2 separate regions of the Hordeum vulgare genome follow, and region 1 is linked to region 2. Evidence: chromatin contacts called from public Hi-C data. All regions are on one chromosome and are shown on one strand. The core of a region is the stretch at or near the end of the contact, and the rest is flanking DNA. Distances in the headings are between cores, read along the strand shown.

Region 1 (2,850 bases), core at 144-2,643, 180 kb after region 2:
CCAACTTTTGCTATGTCCTATTTTGATTTGACAAAGACCTTGTGTGAACACGTGGGGGTTATAATATGTATATATTGATGGGCTCAACAGAATAAGATGAATAAGGTGCATTTGTTGATGTGCGAACTTATCAATAAACCAAAACAGAGGGGGAATTGGGACTCCGGGACCTATATGGTTTTAACCTAGCTATGCTGGCTAGGCAAGCATCGATGCTCACTATCCCGAACTCACTTTGTGCATGCGTTCTACAACCCCATGTGTTTGTTGCCAACGCCTAGATGAAGATGGAGGTCACATATTCATCAAGTGCAAATAATTTAAGAAGCTATGGCAAGAAGTTGGCATGGAATAAGTCCGACCAAGGCTGGCTACATGCAATAATGTGAGGGAGGTAGTTCAAGAGGTACTCAAATTGGACGTAATGACCAGGCACTGTTTGCATGCTTGCTTTGGAAGTGGTGCAACCGGCGGAATAAATTAGATACACGCAATACTATCTACCTAGGAAAAACTATGATTGCACAAGTAAAAAAAGTTGGCATTAGAGCCATAGCAAGAGGCAACATCATGATCGGTTCGCGTGCGGGTGGACTAAACCTGATGGTGTCTAATTGGAAGTTAACATTGATGGTGCCTTCCATGAATCTACATGAAATAGAGAACATGGCTTTGTTGTCCGTCATCACCAGGATGAAGCACGAGGTATAGGTGTTGGCAGAATCATGCATGTGCGTGATGCAGCGTCCACTAAAGTGGAGACCTGCATCGAAGCACTCAAGTCACCATTTGGATGTGGAATGACACATATTATTCATTGAATCGGATTGCGAGAACCTCATCCGACCATTGCAAAGCACTGGTCGAGACTTGGCGTCAGAAGAAGCCTCTATATGGAAGTAGGCGTGTTGATTCATATGGATTTTATTAATGTTCTGCCTTTGTTTACTCCATATATCTGTAATAAAACAGCACAAGCCCTATCAACATTGGGATGTAATGACCAGTAACTTCGTCGTGTGTGGCCCGAGGGTGTGTCAGATGATGTATTTATACTCACGGCGAGTGATCTAGCTGGGCATGTTGTGTAATGGAACATGTGGTTTCACATTTCCTAAAAAAACATGTTGTTCCATTAAAAAAATAATTCTTGTGACGGTACCAACGCACCGGGGTTTAAATCTTAAAGTTGACACGAATGCTAGCATATTTTTAGATTTATTTGATGCTCTAAACCACTACAAGATGTATGCAACGACTTCATCAGGCGTCGTTTAAAGAAAGGAAAACAATGATTTGATTCCTGTGAAAATCGCTGCGCAATTTCAGGGCAAACATAAAAAGAGTTCAGAAGGGCAAGTTCAGGGAGGGAAATTTCCACCATCCTAGCTGGCTGGCCTCAAACAAACAGGCAGGCAGGCAGACATCCACGCCTGCGTGCAATCCACCCCGAAAGTACACTCCCGTTCCAATATTCCGCGTCCTGGACTGACTTGTGCTCCGACCTCTTCTTTCTCCTCCTCGCCTTCTCGGCCCCTCCCAACTCATCCCGTTCCCAGCACACTGCCCGCGCCTGCATCCTCTTCTTTCGATTCCCCTCCTTTTAGCCTTCTTTGCAGGTACAAGACCATCCTAGCTTCTTCCTGCCACTCCTCTCCTTCTCTGCATTCCGCGAGCGCATTCCCCCCTCCTGGATTTCTTGCTCTCGAGATACAGATCCGCGAGGGTTGGATAGGTGGATTCTTTACTTGCTCCTTCCAAAATCTCACTCTGCTCCGCCTGTTCCACTTACCTTAGCAGCGGAGGCACTTTGCCCGATTCGTTTCTTCAGGCGGCATGGAACGGCGTGTGCTCCTCCCACGGTGCCAAAGATTTCAGCAGCTTTAGGTGCTAGTATATCTACAAGTTGGAATCTTTGCCTTCCTTTTTATCGTCTCCCGTTCTGCTTTTTACTGTCTTTTATTTACTACCGTCTGGCAGAGCTACCTGGACTCCATTGGGGGCGGAATGGAGGTCTGGAGCATCAGAGCGGCGCAGCTCTTGCTCTTCTTCTTCCTCTTTCCTGAGAGGCATGGGTCTTGTGCCGCCCTCGGAGAAGAAGGTGAGATTGATTTCCCATGTGTTGCGATTAGGAAGTGGTCATGGTGGTGTTTGTTCAAGTGGAACAGTGGTTGACCATCTATGTGTCTATCTTGGTGCTCCAGGGCGAGCCATGAGTTTCAGACAAGAGCGCCCAAGTGGATCGTTATGGAATTTGGGAGAGAAGAAGGCGTTTGGCGCAGCGGCGACGTCGTAAGTCGGCCTGATCTGTTCATGTTCTTGTAGGATCAAATTCATGGTGAACTGATTGTTACCGATTGTGTGAATAAATACCCTTTTCTATTTTATTTTTCTCGTGAAGATGTCAATCATTTGCAAGTAGTTATCCTGTATGTGTCGTTAGTCATGATTAAGTTACTCATGGAACAAGTCCTATTTTGATTTCAAGCGGTACATGATATTGCCCGCCGTTGTCTTTTTTTATTTGTAGCATCATGGATTTATAAGTCAAAGGGGTCTAGAAGAAGCCATGACTACTAGAGAATATGCAGGACAGCTAGCTGTCTTTCACTCTTTCTAGAGGAAGCTATGATTTTGTCTCTGGAATATTTAGGATATGTGTGTGGAAGAAGGTTTTGACTTCTAATTCTAAGCATTTCTTGATGCGTCCCCTTTTTCTGACAATATCCAAAAGTATTACCTTCATGGATCAATTCCTTCAGGTCTAGGGAAAATAGTACTTACTTCTGTCAGTCAATTGCATCTGGAGCAGTAGATACGTAATAGTTAAATTTCTGTGCTTGATTTAAA
Region 2 (3,048 bases), core at 57-2,556:
ATGTATGTGAATTCAATTTTTTTAGGAAATCATAAAAGTTTTGTGGATTCAAACAATACTTGTGTATTTGTAAAATAATCACGATTTGAAAAAATAGTCGGGAAATGATCATGCTCATGATTTTGAAAAAATGATCGTGCGTTCAAAACATATTTGGGATCTGAAATAAGTGTCCATCTAATTTAGAAAATGTACACAAAAAGAGAAAACACATTTTTTAAAATTTGTTCCCTGACTTTTAAAGGTTGAGTGATATAAAAAAATGTTTGCTGAGTCAAAAAATGCTCATAAACTTGAGAAAAATTTATGCATTTCAGAAAATCTTCGTAAACAAAACTGATGTTCGTGATTTTTTTTGTGAAAATCCAAAATTTCAAAAAATGACGATTTAAAAGCTACTCCCTCCATCCCAATTTTTTTTCCTTAGATTTGTCTAGAAATGATTGTATCAAAATACTAAAACATGACTAGATACATTCATATTTAGAAAAATGTAAGACGAGAATTTTGGGACGGAGGGAGTATTAACCAATTCAAAGTCTTCTATGTCTAGGATTTGATTAGATTTTCTAAAGTCTTTATATGTATAGACGTGGGAGTAGTTCGTGGTCGATGAGATTTGTTTTTAAACTTTTAAATATTTGCTTACGCAACATAATGACAAGTGTGACATGTAGTGGCAAGCTCATTACCTTAGAATTTAGCATGTTGGATGTATTGTGATCACGTAAACATCGTGACCATCATCAATGAGGGTGGGAGAGAAAGTTAAGTGGCAACATGATGAGCCACCATGTTAAAAGAGCGGATGTTCATACGTGAGGATATTGAATCAATCCTAAAAAACGCTTATATGGCTATAGCACATAATATTTTTTGTCTCCGTTGCAACGCACGGGCATATTTGCTAGTTTTATACTAAATCAATAACATTTATTTTGGGACAAGTGAGTACAATTTTTTTTTGCATCCAGTAGCTTGTTTGAGGCCCCTCCGTATATGCTTTGCCGTGGTCATCCAAAACTGGCGTGAACCTCGAAATCCCAGGACACCTCAACGCGTTTTACGACACGGTAGTTCGTTGTAGAAACATTAATTAAAGTACAAAGTGCGGGTCCGACCTTGAGAACAATTGGGGCCACTTGTAAGTTGACCTTTCGGCCCACCTCGCAGCCTCCTCGTTCTTTCCAGAGAGGACAGGTGCTCCTTCGTTTCCCCGCCAGCAAGAAAAGCACACGCGCAATCCCGTCCGACCGACACGTGGGACCCACCCGTCACCCCATCAACATATTAGCTAGCCGCCTCCAGCAACAACCGCCGAGATTTTGCAATCCGGTCCTCCAGTCCCAGCCCAGAAACCCTAGACGGACCGTCCCTCGCCTGCTTCCTTCCCCGACGCGACAGGCGAATCCAAGGTGAGTTCCGCCGGATCCGCCCTGCCTTACCCGCCCGCTTCCCCGCCCTCCCCGCCTCACGACGTGCCCGGCCGGTGCAGGTTTCGCGGCGGTCGCACGCGCTGGATCTGACGCGGCAGCTCCCGGCGGCCGTCTACTACTGCCTGCTCTTCGCTGCGTCGGCGGCCGTCCTCGGGCTCCTCGGCGGCGTCGCGCGCTATATGCTTCCCCGGAAGCGGGAGATCGTCGCCGGCGAGGTCGAGGACTTGCAGAAGAAAACCCGCGCCGGGGAGGGGGAGACGGCCAGGGAGGAAGGAGACGCAGCCATGGCACGGAGGGGGAACGAGATCGACGAGGACCTGCACAGTCGCCAGCTCGCCGTCTATGGCCGCGAGACCATGAAGCGCCTCTTCGGCTCCAACGTCCTCGTCTCTGGACTTCAGGGTCTCGGTGCCGAGATCGGTACGTGCAGCCCAGGCGCTCTTCTAATAGAGCTGCTTTTTTACTCTTTTTTTATAATAATAATCTCTTTCCTTGATTTGATACCTTGTATACGTGGGAAGTATGTTAGCTTCAAAAAAGGAAATTAGTAATTCCTTTTCACCCATTGCTCGATCTCATGTAGCTCAGCGACCTAGGGATTCCTATTATGCTTCTCGTAAACAAATTTGCTGCTCGTCATTGCTATCTTGAGCTGTTGGTTCTGCTCTGGCTCAGCTGATGTTGTTGCTAGACCAAACACACTGATCGGGATTGCCCTCTTAGCTAGATGGGCTCTTATTATCATGTCTTGTATGATTTGAGCTCAAACCACCAAGCCAGAACTTATCTGTACCTAGTTTTGTAACTAGTGCTGTTTATCACAAGGTAGATGCACTGGCAAGTACTCCCTCTGTAAACTAATGTAAGATCTTTTAGATCACTAAATTACAGATCTAAAACATATTATATTAGTTTACATAGGGAGTACTACCTAAACCATCATACCAAAACTTTTATGCGTGTGTTGAAATGAGCGTCTTTTGTGTTACCCTATCAGTGCCCCTTTAATCCTTAATTACACAATGCCATTATGATGGGAGAACTTCTGCACTGCACCGCACTGCACATAGTTAGGATCTTGGCAGTCGGTAAGAACTGAACTTTTAAAACTTGAGGAGGTTTTGACAGACTGAAATTAAGCTTTAGGCTTACAATTGATTTAATACCCATGTATTCCTGCAGCAAAGAACCTTGTCCTCGCGGGTGTCAAGTCTGTAACCTTGCACGATGATGGTAATGTGGAGCTGTGGGACTTATCAGGCAACTTCTTCCTCTCGGAGAATGATGTTGGGCAAAACCGAGCTCAAGCTTGTGTACAGAAGCTACAAGAGCTTAACAATGCTGTCCTCGTCTCTGCCTTAACCGGTGATTTGACCAAGGAGCACCTTTCTAAATTCCAGGTGCACCAGCATGAAATTGATCTCTGATTTTCTACCTCACTATTTCATTTTTTTGTACACCTATGTGTCTTCCATTTAAGGTTTTACATTATCCTGCTACTTTCTGTCCATGTGAGTTGTATAACAAGCAGGCTATCCATCTTTCTATTTGATTTTGGTATAGAAATTTCACACCAGTTTTATGGAGAACTAACATTTCAAAAGAAGGGATG

Evidence for each region. A called contact is a pair of places that touch in the nucleus more often than the background predicts.
Region 1: a Hi-C map of an unstated tissue shows a contact between it and region 2, with 7 times the contacts expected there. The contact joins the promoter of LOC123452802 here to the promoter of LOC123395717 in region 2. A contact is called at or near these places in 5 of 6 Hi-C or Micro-C datasets (leaf, seedling and an unstated tissue) and 1 of 1 datasets of contacts at active chromatin or transcription factors (embryo).

What each region holds. Positions count from the first base shown.
Region 1 is chr5H:331,668,327-331,671,176 of MorexV3_pseudomolecules_assembly, forward strand. LOC123452802 (protein MALE DISCOVERER 2-like) reads left to right here and starts at 1,394. Exons shown (of 8, transcript XM_045129519.1): 1 at 1,394-1,887; 2 at 1,981-2,101; 3 at 2,205-2,292. The coding sequence starts at 2,008.
Region 2 is chr5H:331,490,046-331,493,093 of MorexV3_pseudomolecules_assembly, forward strand. LOC123395717 (ubiquitin-activating enzyme E1 2) reads left to right here and starts at 1,307. Exons shown (of 7, transcript XM_045090746.1): 1 at 1,307-1,415; 2 at 1,496-1,856; 3 at 2,619-2,836. The coding sequence starts at 1,616.